Regions from separate parts of the Sus scrofa genome. Here regions 1 and 3 are each linked to region 2. Evidence: chromatin contacts called from public HiChIP or PLAC-seq and promoter capture Hi-C data. All regions are on one chromosome and are shown on one strand. Each heading gives the region's core, a stretch centred on a gene start, on an enhancer-like site or on the middle of the called end of the contact. The rest is flanking DNA. Distances are from core to core; before and after follow the strand shown.

Evidence for each region. Promoter capture Hi-C pulls out the DNA fragments that hold promoters and counts their contacts. HiChIP or PLAC-seq counts read pairs in DNA pulled down with a chosen protein or histone mark.
Region 1: a contact with region 2 is called in an H3K27ac HiChIP or PLAC-seq map of alveolar macrophages. The contact joins the promoter of LOC100156657 here to the promoter of ANKS1A in region 2. A contact is called at or near these places in 1 of 47 Hi-C or Micro-C datasets (embryonic fibroblasts) and 1 of 2 datasets of contacts at active chromatin or transcription factors (alveolar macrophages).
Region 3: a contact with region 2 is called in a promoter capture Hi-C map of fetal skeletal muscle, with 7 times the contacts expected there. The contact joins the promoter of PACSIN1 here to the promoter of ANKS1A in region 2. A contact is called at or near these places in 3 of 5 promoter capture datasets (fetal liver, fetal skeletal muscle and liver) and 2 of 2 datasets of contacts at active chromatin or transcription factors (alveolar macrophages and skeletal muscle).

The regions. Positions count from the first base shown.
Region 1 is chr7:30,330,673-30,334,959 of Sscrofa11.1, forward strand. LOC100156657 reads right to left here and starts at 1,379. Exons shown (of 5, transcript NM_001190191.1): 1 at 1,286-1,379; 2 at 1-181. The coding sequence starts at 108.
Region 2 is chr7:30,811,281-30,815,999 of Sscrofa11.1, forward strand. ANKS1A (ankyrin repeat and sterile alpha motif domain containing 1A) reads left to right here and starts at 1,811. Exons shown (of 25, transcript NM_001246264.2): 1 at 1,811-2,001. The coding sequence starts at 1,811. It overlaps TAF11 (TATA-box binding protein associated factor 11), which reads right to left and starts at 488. Exons shown (of 5, transcript NM_001184894.1): 1 at 219-488. The coding sequence starts at 389.
Region 3 is chr7:30,458,497-30,463,245 of Sscrofa11.1, forward strand. PACSIN1 (protein kinase C and casein kinase substrate in neurons protein 1) reads left to right here and starts at 1,355. Exons shown (of 10, transcript XM_021098608.1): 1 at 1,355-1,611. The region is part of intron 1 of LOC110261506 (a long non-coding RNA gene); the gene reads right to left.

The sequences.
Region 1 (4,287 bases), core at 129-2,628, 480 kb before region 2:
AGCCACCACCACCCCGACCAGGGTGATGAGGAAGAAAGGCCCCAACACATAGCCCACCATGGAGTCGCTGTTGGCCTGGGGGGCATTGGGCACTGTGGTGTTACTCATGACATCGGCAGCTGGAGGGCTGGGTAGTCAGCATGGGCAGTGCTGCCTCGGGAGGGCGCCTCCACTGGGCTCCCTGGGGAGGAGGAAGGAGGTTGTCAATGTCACCCAGAGAGACACCTAGGCTCTGGATCCCTCCCCAAGAGCCAGTAATGTGTGAAAACTTAAGTCAGGTGCTGGGACAAGGGATCTTCCAGGTCAGTGTGCTGGGGTTAACCCTCCAGCAACTCTGCAAATCCTGGGTGTAAAGGGCACCCAGGAAAGGCCCAGAGTCAGGGCCTGAGGCCCTTTCAGCTCCTATCCCCAAATCAAGGTGGGGCCCAGCTCAGGGTGCTGGCCGAAACATTTGCAGCTATCAATTTCTGGGGAAAGGTTAGGTGTATGGTCCCAGCCCCTGCCCAACCTTCTAGGGCACTGGGCTGCCAGCAGCTCCAAGGGAGCAAAATAAGGAGGTTAAGATTAAACTATGAGGGTCCTGGACTGTAGCCTAGGGGTGAGGTAGGGGCTTCTGAAGGGGCGCATCTCCCTCAGTCCCGGTCCAATTCCCACACTTCAGGCCATAGGTCCTATATGCCCTCTTTGTCCCTGGTGTCACTCCAGACATATCTCCTGGGCACCATTTCCCCCACTGGTCTCATGTGCCAGGGTAGACACAAGTGGGCAGGACTGGATTGCATCTGCGAGGTGATGTCACCTTCCCCTGATCCCCACTCGGGGCTCCGCCCTAGTCCCTCCCCTCCTGGCCCGGGTTTGACAGGCGGAGGTGGAGAGGGTCAGTTCCCATGACAGAGGGAAGGAGATTGCCCGTGGAGGCTCAACGCCGATGCCCCGCGGTCTGCGACCTCGGTTCGCCTCGGTTCCCATCGGAAGGCAAGGTATGAGCTTGGGCCGGTCCCGGGGCCCGTGGGGGCTGCGGGCTTGCCCAGTCGCATCGCACCGTCCCAGAATCGCACCGTCCCACAGTCGAGGGGACATGCCGAGATAGGGAGAGTGACAGGCCGTTCTTAGGACGCGGACCAGCAACGGCGTGCGGGAGGTAGTTGCCATGGCGCTGGGAGGCTCAGGCCGGGGGAGGGGAACTTGGGAGCGCAGAGGGGCCCGGGTATCCCGGAATCCCGACACCCCGAGGCGTGGACTTGTGCCGGCGCTCTGCAGCCCATCCAACCCGGCCATGCCTTACCTCCCGCCGCTGCAGCCCGGAGTGGAACGCCCTCGGTTGGCTCCCGGGCCCCGGAAGAGCCGGCAGGCGCGTGATCAAAGGACCCGGGGAAATGGGCGGGGCCACAGCATCGGAAGGCAGAAGGCCCGGAGACTCCTGGAGCGGCCAATCAGGAGGCGGGGAATGGGCGGTGCGAAGGCGGAGACGGCCCGGGCTGCAGGGACCACCACGCGACGGCAGGGGGCAGCCGAGGGCTGCGCAGCGGGGAGGGGCGGGGCGCGCGCGGCTTCCCGGCGTCCCCCGGGGCGGGAGCGCTTGGGAGTTCACATTCCAGGCAGAGCTTGGTCTCCTTTGCGTGCTGATCTGGTTGGAGCCCTGGCCCCACAAGCGCCCCCGTTAGTCTTTTTTTTTTTTTTGTCTTTTGGCCTTTTCTAGGGCCTCTTCTGTAGCATATGGAAGTTCTCAGGCTAGGGGTCGAATCGGAGCTGTAGCCGCCGGCCTACGCCAGAGCCACAGCAACTCGGGATCCGAGCCGTGTCTTCGACCTACACCACAGCTCACGGCAACGCCAAATCCTTAACCCACCGAGCAAGGCCAGGGATCGAACCCGCAACCTCACGGTTCCCAGTCAGATTCGTTAACCACTGCGCCACGATGGGAACTCCGCGCCCTGTTAGTCTTTATAGAACCGCACAGACGGTAGTATTGCAGCCTGGCCCTCTGTGCTCTGCCCAGAGGGTAGAATATGCAGGTCCAGAGTCGCACCTGCCCAGCCCATGGACCTTGGATACACCCACCCAGCCATCCTCTCTATGCCTCAGTCTTAAAGTTGGCAAAACAGGCTGCTATAAAGATTACACAGTGACATGGGTAGAGCCTGGCACATGGCATACCCTGTATTTTAAATTCCCTGTTAACCTCCTTCCAGTTTTCTGAGGCACAGACGGAGCTATGAGGTGAAGTCCCCCTGGGTCACAGGTAGCTTGATCAGTAGGTGAGCTTGGTTTGGTAAGTAAAATGTCACAATGTCACACACTTAACTGGAGAAATGTGAATAAGATTGTTGGATTTTACCAGTGTCAGTGTCCTGGTTGTGATGTTATACTACAGTTCTGCAAATGTTAGCACTGGGCGGAGCCGGCCAAAGCATATGAGGGATTGCTAATATTTCTTACAACTACATGTGAGTCTAAAGTTAAGTCAGGGGTTCCCGTTGTGGTGCAGCAGAAACAAATCCCACTAGTATCCATGAGGATGCAGGTTCAATCCCAGTTCTTGCTTAGAGGGTTGGGGATCTGGCATTGCTATAAGCTGTGCCGTAGGTCGCAGAGGTGGGTGGGATCCCATGTTGCTGTGGCTGTGGTATAGGCCGGCAGCTGTAGCTCCAATTCAACCCCTAGCCAGGGAACCTCCATATGCCACCAGTGCGGCCCTAAAAAGCAAATAAATAAATAAAGTTACGTCAAACTGTGTGTGTATAGTTTATACCACACCCTCCTCTCCACCACCACAATCACATGCAATTGGGAAAATTCCAGATTGGCAGGTGATGGAAAACGTCCAAGGACATAAAAGTTGTGGCAGGTTAAGGTCTCCTGAATCCTCAAGTGCTAATGGAGATACAGGGGTGGCATGGGTCATTGTTCTTGCCAGGGGCAGCCAATGGCATGGACATGGTTGAGCCACTTCACTTCCTCAAGTCCTACCAGCGGCAATTAATTGAGGGCAGATCTGAAGGAGTAATACCCAGTTAGGAACCAGAGGACAGGTGAGAACTCTGGCCTTTTGCTTAGAATTGCCACCATCTGACTGATGGGGAATCAGATAAAGGGAAAGGAATGAGAGAAAAGCTTGGGTTTGGAGGCTGCAGGTAGATTTCCTGGGGTTCTCAGGCTTTTGAGTGTGGAGAGTAGGGAGACCACTCATGCCAGGCTTTTACCAGAGCTGAGGGCAGAGGGAGGAGGCCCCTACCCATGTAGTGCCCCTCTCATCTTACAAGGAAGTGGGAATTAAGTAGTAGGTTTTAGAAACCAGGCCCCCTTGTCTGCCCACACATCCAACCTTTGTCCCTGTTCTCAGGACTTCCAACCACATAAACTGAGGGTCTAGTGATACTGGGATGATACTCAGCATGTATTTACTTCCTTTACCCCAGAACACTATTCAAGGTAGTAGGGGCAACTTCAATTTAAGGAGTTCCCGTTGTGGCGCAGCGGAAGCGAATCCAACTAGGAACCAGGAGGTTTCGGGGTCAATCCCTGGCCTTGCTCAGTGCGTTAAGGATCTGGCATTGCCGTGAGCTGTGGTGTAGGCCGGCAGCTGTGGCTCTGATTAGACCCCTGGCCTGGCAACTACCATATGCTGTGGGTGCGGCTCTAAAAAAGACCAAAAATAGGAGTTCCTGTAGTGGCGCAGTGGTTAACGAATCTGACTAGGAACCATGAGGTTGCGGGTTCGATCCCTGCCCTTGCTCAGTGGGTTAACGATCCGGCATTGCCGTGAGCTGTGGTGTAGGTTGCAGACACGGCTCGGATCCCGAGTTGCTGTGGCTCTGGCATAGGCTGGCAGCTTCAGCTCCGATTAGACCCCTAGCCTGGGAAACTCCATATGCCGCAGGAGCAGCCCAAAAAATAGCAAAAAGACAAAAAAAAATTAAAAAAAAATAAATAATAAAAAAGACCAAAAATAAATAAATAAATAAATACAAATGAACAAGCTGAGACCCTGAGCAGCTCAAAGACTTCTGAGAGCCCTTGGTGTGATAGACAAGGGTAGGGCATAATGGGAGGATGGGTGGGGCACCTCTTTCTGACCAGCTGTGTGCTGGCTGCTGCTCTAGGGCTGCATTTGAGGCCTGGTTTGTTCCTATGATGACATAAACTTCAGTAAGTTAAATCCACATACTGTAAACCCTTGCAACTAGTAAAATAACAGAGTTATAGCTTATCAGCCAACAAAAGAGACAAAACAGAAGAGTTCTCTTTTGGTGCCTCAGGTTAAGGATCCAGTGTTGTCACTGCAGT
Region 2 (4,719 bases), core at 561-3,060:
CTTAAATGTCTAAGGGCAGGGATTAAAAACGCTGATCCAGTATTCGGTCCTTAGAACCTAAGCGGTACTAAGATTTTTGTCTTCTCTCTCCCCGCAACCCCGCGACTGCACAGCTAAAGAGTCAGGGTGAGTTCGACTATCCTAGCTTGGGACCAACCAGGAAGCCTGTCGAGAAGCCACTGACACAACTCCGGCCTCATGGACACATCTCTCCCTACCTCGCCTTCTTCAGCCGCGGTTTCTTTCAAGTCCCCATCTCCGTCTCCATCCGTTTCCTCCGGGATTCCGTCCGTGTCCGTAACCCCGGGAGCCCCGGGAGCAGCAGCCATCTCATCTGCCTCCCCTGTTTCTCCACTTTTTTCCGCGGGCGACTCGCAAGCATTATCCATCGCGGTCAGAAGGAGAGGGGAAAGGACATCGAGGGCTTAGGAGCTCGGGACCCCGCGCAGCACAGCAGCCCAGGAGCTCACTTCCTGTCGTCGCGTTGCGATGACGTCACCCACACCGCTCCTTAGAGGGGTCATTTACAGGCGCGTGTAGAGGACATCAGGGCTCCGTTTTGATTTGGTGGCGGTGGGGAGAGGGAAAATTGAGGGTACTGAACTCAGTTTGTGTATTTTCCACCCTGGGAAACCAGTATTTGTAAAGGACAGCTGCGCTTTTTACTGAAGGGCGTCTTTTTCCTTTCCGTCTTTCTAAAAACGCAATGTCAGTTAACTCTTGTCCTTCATTCTCTTTCCTCAGAAGAAATCTTGGGGACGGGAGGAAACTCAATTCCGTTGTACTCCCTGTGGCTACCGGGTAAACTCAGGCAGTACAATTGGACAGAGACGGCGGTCCTGTGTTTACATTGAATTGCCAGCATTTCTCTTTTGTTCCTCAAAAACGTAAAAAAAAAAGAAAAGTCCTATAGCTTGAACCGAATTTATCCAATTCCTTATTCACTCCACAACGATTGAGCGCCTACTTCGAGCCAGGAACAATGCTAGTACCAGAAACAAAAGACATAATCTCTACCCAGTTGAATGATTTTTCCAATTCCCCAGTACTCAAGGTCGGGGTCGGTTTCACACATTTGACTTTAATATCAGCTTGGTTAATGTCATCGAAAGAGGAAACATCCTACTGGGAGAGAAGCCTTCCCTTTGAATGTTTAGCTTTAACGAACCGTTTCAGAGTTGGGAGCATTAAGTGGGGATATTTTTGTTTTAAAAGTTCCCTCTCTTCCCTCATTGAAGTACGGAAGGGGGCATTTTATTCACCTCTGTATTACTAGGTTCCCACATCTATTACGTATTTAATTTATGCGTGCTGAATGAATGGACTTGGAAATGTAGATGCGCGTTGCCATATTTCTCTCTTTGTTTCTACATTGCCTGGATGAATTACCGTATTTCCTATCCTGCGAGCTCCCAAAACCTTTGAGGAAGAAGAACACGTCGGGAGGCGCGCACAGGTGGAGCGAATCTGTAGCTTCCCACTTGTACAGCAGGTGACCACACGACACCCTCCTCTCGCCCAGAGAGGACAATCTCGGCTCAACCAAGGCCACTTGGCGCAGACCCCAGCCACCTGTGTCCGCCCTCCGAGCCCCGCCCAGCTAGGTGGGCAAAGGGGCGGGGCGCAGGGGCGCGGTGACGCGTGACGCCGGATCCCGGAAGTGACGCGCTCCTGGGGGAAAAGGCGGGGGGAGGGGGTGGTGTCCCCGGCCGGTTTGGGGGGTGCGTTGCCCGGAGACGGAAAGTTTGGGAGCCAGAGCAGGCTCCGCGGCGGCCCCGGGGAGGAGGTCCGGGGGGCGGCGGCCCTGGGGATGGGGAAAGAGCAGGAGCTGCTGGAGGCCGCCCGCACCGGGCACCTCCCGGCCGTGGAGAAGCTGCTGTCCGGGAAGCGGCTCTCCTCAGGCTTCGGGGGTGGCGGCGGCGGTGGCGGCAGCTCCGGGGGCGGCAGCAGCGGCGGCGGCGGTCTAAGCTCCTCGAGCCATCCTCTGTCCAGTCTGCTCAGGTGAGTAACGCTCCGATACCCGGCAGCCGCCTGGAGATCCCCTTTCCCCCGCCCGTCTCCTGGGTCTCCAGAGAGATCGGGGCTCCAGAGACCCTAGCGGGGTGGGTTTGCGGGTTGCCCCAGGGCGAGGGCAGGCGGCCCAAGGGGCAGGGGGCACCGGTGCGGGTCCGCGCGGCTTCGGGTTCCTCTCATCTCGCCTCCTGACCCAGCTGCGAAGAATGGTGGGAGTGCCCAGGTGGCAGCCTCCGCCGCATGGCACAGCCCGGCTGCACCCTCGCCCGCTGGCGGGTGCCAGCTGTTGTATCTCACAAGCCACTTTAGAGGAAAAAAAAAAATGTGTTTTAAATCTCCCTCATCTCCTGCAGAAACTCCCACGCCTTGCAGAATCTCGCGGTTCCCCTGGAGGAAATTCTCTTGATTCCCTTCTTTTGGGAACTTGGAATCTTCCACCAGGCTCTGCAGGACGTGGCTTTTGTCGTTTATATTAAAATTGTCTTTGGGTTTATCAGGTTCAAAATGTTTTTCTTTCAGCCCCCTTTGTGCTTGGAGTTTAAAGTCTGGTTCCATGTAGCGAACCTCATTGGATTAGTCTGTTAAGTGGCATATGTAGTGTTCATCAAGGGGTCTATTCATCAAAAAATAAAGGTTTAGGAAAACTTGTTTAGGAAACTGAGGGGTGCTTTAAACTTTTCCAAGGACTGTTGTTAAACACTTGAATCTGGAGCTGTAAGGATTGAGAGAAAAAAAAGGTCACTTTTGTGCATCTTGAAGGGGGGATTGGAGGTGCCTTGTCACTGTGAGTAAAATGTGTTGTTTCAGCAGCACTTTCATAGCCTGTTTTCTTTTCCTTCCTTGTTCTTTTGAGGTTTCTAAGAAGTGGAAGTTCATTTAGAAATGGCTTGGTTTGCTTTTGTTCCACATTAGTTTATGTAACTTCAATTTGAGTGAGCTTGGACCAAAGAAGCCCAAGGCTCAAATAAATTGTTAGGTATTAAGCACTGAGTGCAAACCCAGGTCTACACAGGAAGATTTTAAAAAGCAGTTTAAGAGGAGAACTCTCCCAGGGAGTTCATTTTCTTTCTTCTTTTCTTTTCTTTTTCTTTCTTTTCTTTCTTTCTTTCTTTTTTTTGCTTTATTGGGGCCGCAGGTGCGTCATATGGAAATTCCTAGGTTAGGGGTGGAACCAGAGCTGCAGCTGCCGGCCTACACCACAGCCACAGCAACATGGGATCTGAGCTGCATCTGTGAACTATACCACAGTTTACAGCAACGCCAGATCCTTAACCCACTGAGGGAGGCTAGGGAATCAAACCTGCATCCTCATGGGTACTAGTAAAGTTTGTAAGCCCCTGAGCCACAATGGGAACTCACTCCCAGGGAGTTCTTCTGGGGAGACAAAACCCAGTACCATTTGCTACAGTTTTCCCAGCCCCTAGAACAATGCTGTCACATAGTTAGTACTCAGGATTTGTTGAATGAATAAATTAGTGATACATTTCTACATAACTGATGGTGGGACTCTGTTACTAGTTCAGAGAAGTGAGAAGTCACTTTGGGGTGAAATGGAGATCAGGGCTTCTAGGAAAGGGGCGGGGGGAGGGCACCAGCTGACTTTGAAGGATGTGAGGACTTGAATAGGTGAAGTACTGTGAGGGAACTCCAGGTGGGCACACCATGATCAGGTGCACTGAGGTGGGAAAGGAGACTTATTTGGTGCTAGTGGGTCACTGCCTGGAGCCGTAAGTGGTTGAGTGTGAGAAAAGAAAATAATAACGGATGAGGATCTTTGCACCTTTCAGAACGACTTGGTCTTTATGTTTATATTCCCTGTTCCTATAGCGGAGCCTGACACGATGTTTAGTACATGTACTTTGAATGCATAAATTGGGTTTTGAATCTTACCTGGGTTTCTTTGATATTTCTGCTCTTCTGATGTCTGAGAGAAGAGAGGAAGGTGGTGCCTGTCTCTAATGAGTTGAATGCTGTAGCATTTGGCAGTTTGCCCACGTTAACCCCCAGTACGTCCTGCTGATGTGAGAAACTTTCCCATCGCTCCTGCCTTCAGGTACAGGTCAAGTTACTGTCAGTGCTCCTGCTCAGAGATTGTTGAACTTCTGCTGAGGATTTAGCTGCCCTGTAGTTAATCAAGACTAGAAAATCTTTGCTTTTTGTGTTTTCACTTTGGGCCTCACGCTAGTATGTCCAGTCGCGGTTATAAGTATGGCTGGCATCTTCGCTCCCTTGTGGGAGAGAGCTGACTCCTGACTTGCTCCGGTATCTGTTGTAGAGATGGCAGATGGCCTTAGAGCTTCCCTGACCCCTCACTCCCGTGACTCCCAGGGGCAGGGAGGATCTGCAGGCCCTAGTTACACTAGGTGTGTCATTAATTAGAGGTGACTTTGGTTCAACCTAGTCAAAGGTTTCAGAGAAAATGAGACCGTACATTTAGATAATCCCCAGGTCAGCATGTCCTCCCTTTTTAGGTTTAGAAATAGTAAAGGGTAGGTTTCTTGTACCCACACTCCCCACCTCAAGGACCCTGGGTTGTTTAATAAGAGCTGTGGGATCATAGCTTCAGATTTGGCCTTTACATTAGCTGCCACATCCCACCCAACTAGTATTGCCAATTGCAGCCTACGTTTGTCCAGCTGTTTTAAGTGACCAAGTAAAGCAGATGGGAATAGGAGCTTACAGCTGCAGTGGATGTAAGTGTTCCAG
Region 3 (4,749 bases), core at 105-2,604, 350 kb before region 2:
CCTGTTGTGGCTCAGAGGGTTAAGAACCTGACTAATATCCATGAGGATGCAGGTTCAATCCATGGCTGCACTCAATGGGTTAAGGATCTGGCACAGGTTGCAGACATGCCTGGGATCTGGCGTTGCTGTGGCTGTGGTGTAGGCCAGTAGCGGGAGCTCTGATTCAACCCCTAGCCTGGGAATTTCCATATGCTGCAGGTGCTAAAAAGAAAAAAATAATAATAAAATATTTTTTTTTTTTTTTAAAAAGAAGAAAAGTGAAAAGAACTGGGAGAATGGGAGAAAGTCTTAGTTTCTGGATCTGGGCACAAAACACTAATGGAGGGAGAGGGAGATGGGGAAAGGAGTGGTTCAGCTTTGATGAACCTAAGTTTTGCAATCAGAAAATACAGAAGAAAGCTAGAATCTGGTGTTGCCCTGAGCTATGGTGTAGGTCGCAGATGTGGCCCGGATCCCCTGTTGCTGTGCCTGTGGCATAGGGTGGCAGCTGCAGCTCCGACTGGACTCCTAGCCTGGGAACTTCCATATGCTCAAAGAGCGGTCCTAAAAATAAGCATATTCTATAGACTGTTTGTTATATTTAACATCTGTCTTCTCTCACAAATACGAACTACCCGAGGGCAGAGATTTGGTCTGTATCATATGCTCTGCAGCCTGGCCCCTCATCAGTGCCCAGCACATAGTAGGCTCTCAATAGATAAGTATTGAATACATTCTTATAAATCCAAGAGAGCCCCCTTGCACGTCCGCAGTGTCCAGGCTCCCGGAAGCATTCAGGGTTCAAGGCAGCCAGAGTGACGGCATTGGGGGGGGGTCACAAGGAGCCCCCCAGAGAGCCCCAGGAGACGGTCCGGACTCTGTCGTGGTGACAGTAGGTTCACCTGGAACCAGGGCGGGAGGGTGAGTGACTGCCCCGTGGGGTCGAGGGGGCCCTTCTGGGCGAAGCTGCTGCGGAGTCGAGGGATTGGGGTGGGGGTGGGGTGGAGGAGGGGCCGTCACCCCTGCGCACCGTGCCTGGGGGGTATGTTTGGGGTATGTGTGAGCCGAAGACGCAAGATTATGAGAGGTCAGAAGCAGACAGACAGGGCGGCAGGGATGTCCTAAGAGGTGGAGAAAGGGCAGAGAGGGGGGAGAGGAGCGACACCTCCGCGTCCCGAGCGCTCCCGCAGGAGGGCTGCGGAAGAGGGTGCAGGGGCAGCGCTCTCGGCACCCGCCCGCCGCGCAGCCCCTCGGAGGAGGGCGCGGGCCTCGGAGCGGGGGGTGCGGACACCCGCCCCCAGACCCCCCTCCCCCTGCACCTCCTAAGCCGGCGGCTGCAGCCTCAGCAGCCGGGGCGCTTCCACCTGCGCAGACACGGCGCCGCCCTGCGCCGCGCTGCCATTGGTTCGCTAAAAATGCCTCTCTAATCTGCGCCCATCTGTGCACGCCTCCCGCCAGCCTCCCCCTCCTCCCTGGCTCTGACCTTCCTCCTTCCCGCAGCCCCAGCGAGATCTGGAGGGACGCGGCGGCGCAGCCTCTCTCCCCCGGGAAGAGGTCCGGGCTTGAGGCCGGGCCCGACACCCCGCTTTGCCCCGGGGCGCCGCGGATGGTGCGGGGCGCGCCTGCCCCCAGGTAGGGGGTCTGGCCCTTGGGTAGGAGGTGGGGAGGGAGGGCTCTCCTTCGCGAGTGCGTGTTTGCGGTGGGCGCACAGACGCGCATCTCTCCCCGCCAGAGCGCGAGGGAGCGTCGACCAGTTACCTGGGGAGAGGTGAGCGCCTGGGCCGGGGGGTGCTTTCAAGCGCCGGCTTCACGGGCATCACCCAGGCAGTGTCAGGATGTCCCTGCGCTGGGCCCTCTGCGAGAGGGAGCTGGCGTTTTCCCTGGGGAAAACGCAGGAAATAGGTTCCTTGGGGAGGTGGGACCCACGCCTGAAGTGGGGAGAGGGGGTGGGGGTCTGTCTCTGGCCTGGCTTGTTCCTGTACGGGAAGGGTAGGTGGGCTGGTGCCAGCCTGGTGCGTAGGCTATTTCTGGACCAGAGTGGGCTGGGGAGAAACACAGCAGCTGATGTGCGCCCTGTCTGGTTTACAATTAAAGCTATATGTATATTTTTTTTTTTAATTTTTTTCTGTTTCTCTACCCCTTCCCCCATTGCTGGGATGGGGCGGGGAGAGGAAAAGGAGGTGACTGATAAAAGGCCTGCAAATACAGCAGAAGCCACGGTCTGTCTGGCACTGCCCCCCCCACCCGCCCCCCGCCAGGCCACTTGCTGCCTGTTAGAACTCTCTCCTCCTTATTTTTGCCTTACAGGAGGCCCCGAAAAGATTAAAAGGTCGTCAGGATGGGAGGGACAGAGTGGCAAACCACAGAGCTTGGCTAGACCTAGCTTCAAGCCCCAGCTGCCCCCACCCTCCACCATCCAGCTCTGCACCCCACGTGCAGGGACACATGTGGCCGCTTTTCTCTGGGCGCCACCGTAAATAACTCACACTGCCCTGGCTTGGGCATAGCGGGGGTGCAAACAGGGCCGTCCCTGATTTTGGAGGTTCTATCCCTCACCACCTGGCTTTCCTATCACATGTCCATAAGCCATGCAGAAGCCACCCCCTCCAGGCTGCTTCCTGATTCCCCAGGTGAGAGAGATCCTTGCCTCCTGCCCTGGGTCCTCCTACCTAGCCTGCCCTGTGGCCTGGTTATTTGTGCCTTGTTGCCCACTAGACTGGAAGTGCTTTAGGGTGGGAATCTGTCTGATTCATCTGTCATCGTCCCTGCACCCCAGACCAGGGTCTGGCACCGAGTAAATGTTTGTGGAACAAGTGAATGAGTCAATTTGAACTCCAGGAAATAGCAGGCAACCTGAGGGAGGAGGGTGAGCCCCCTCCTGAACGTTCCTCCCACCCACCAGGACCAAAGTGCTACCTAAAGCAGACAGGCCCCTTTAGGCCCTTCCTGGTCCTGGAAGTGATGGGCAGCTGTGGCGTTTAGAGGCATCCCTGTAGTCCCAATGGCCCTGGAGAGTCTGGGGGCCTCCTGGTTCCAATCCCTGGCTGCCCCAGGCTTGGTGGAAGGCCCTGGGGAAGATCTGGCTCTGCTCAGTCCCCGGGGTTGGCCCTTTCCTCCAAGGGTGCCAACTCACACTGGGGGTCTCTACCTTTGGCCCAGCCCTGGGGAGAGTGCTGTCACCCCCAGCGAGTCAGAGACTGCCCAAGCCAGGCCACCCTCAGCCTCTGAGGTCCTCATGGTGAGTTCTGAACAGATCTTGGGATTGTGTGCAGAAGAGGAGGCGGCCAGCAAGGGATCTGGCCTGGCCACAAGGCTATGTCTGTGACATGGACGTTCCCAGAGCCGTCCCAGGCCTTGTTGTCCTTTGACAGCCATGCTGATAAGACTGCAAGGGGCTCTGTCCTCATCTCATGGAGGGGAGACGGAGGCCCAGACACGGCCGCCTGCAGCGCCAGGGCCGGCCCTCAGTTCCTGGCCCCAAGTCCTGTGCTCTCTCTGCTGGGCTTGAAGGAGCTGGGGCAAGACTTAAAGGTTCCTAGTGATGGAGAGAGTGCGGGAGCGATGCTTGCGGAGGAGGAAGTGGAGGATGGCTTACTTAGTGCCTGCAAGGGGCTGGCCCAGGGGGCCTTGCAGGGAGGGAGGCAGTAAAAACAGGAAAAACTAACAGGGCACAGCATCTGCCACGGGCTAGGTCCTCCGACTGCTTTTTTGTTTTGTTTTGGCTTTTTAGGGCTGCACTCGCAGCACACGGAAGTTCCCAGGTTAGGGGTCAGATTGGAGCTGCAGCTGCCAGCCTATACCACAGCCACAGCCACGCGCCACAGCCACAGCAACACAGGATCCAAGCTGCATCTGCGACCTACATCACAGCTCACCACAACCCCGGATCCTTAACCCACTGAAAGAGGCCAGGGATCAAACCAGCATCCTCATGGATCCTAGTTGGGTTAGTTAACCTTTGAGCCACGAAGGGAACTCCCTTTTCACATATTGACCCATTCAGTCTTCACCGCAGCCCAGCAAGGACGGTGCTGTTATTACCCCCATTTTACAAATGAAGAGACTGAGGCACTGCGAGGTTGTCTGTCCAAGGTCACACAGTTTGCAACTGGAGGAGCTAGGATTTGAACCTAGGCCCCAGAGTCCCTATTCCCTAATGCAGAGGGCTGTGGACCTTGCTGCTGGGGGCGTGTCTCTGTGGGGACAGAGGGGGCTCCATGGCTAAAGTCCATGCACGTGGGTCGTGTGTGCGTGATTAATAAGTGTGCCTCTGATGGTTGTGGATGCACAGAATAACAACAGCCATTTCAGCGAGGCTCCTTGAGGACCTACTGTGTGGCAGGCAGAGTGGTCTTTATAAGGCGCACATCTGAGTCTGCCCCGCCTCTGCTCTGCATCCTTTAGTGGCTCCCCATTGCCCTGAGGGCAGGCAAAGTGCAGCCTCCCAAATGTGGCCCTGCTGCCCTCCCCAAGCCTGGGCTTCCTCTCCCTTCTCATCCTCCCTCTGCCCCCAGTGGCCCTGAACTGCTTTCAGTTCCTCAAATAAATCACACTTCTCTCACCTAGCTGTTCCCCTGCCTCGAACACACTCCCTCCCCCGCTCCCCATTCCTTCTCACCCTCAGGGGTCTGCTGAGACCCTGCTTCCTTCCAGAAGCATCTACAAATTCCTCCTTGCCATACCTGGCTCACCTCACCTCACACCATATCCTCTCTGGCTTTTAATAATTGCTCCCCACCCACCAACCCGACTCCAGCTGTGGAATCCTTT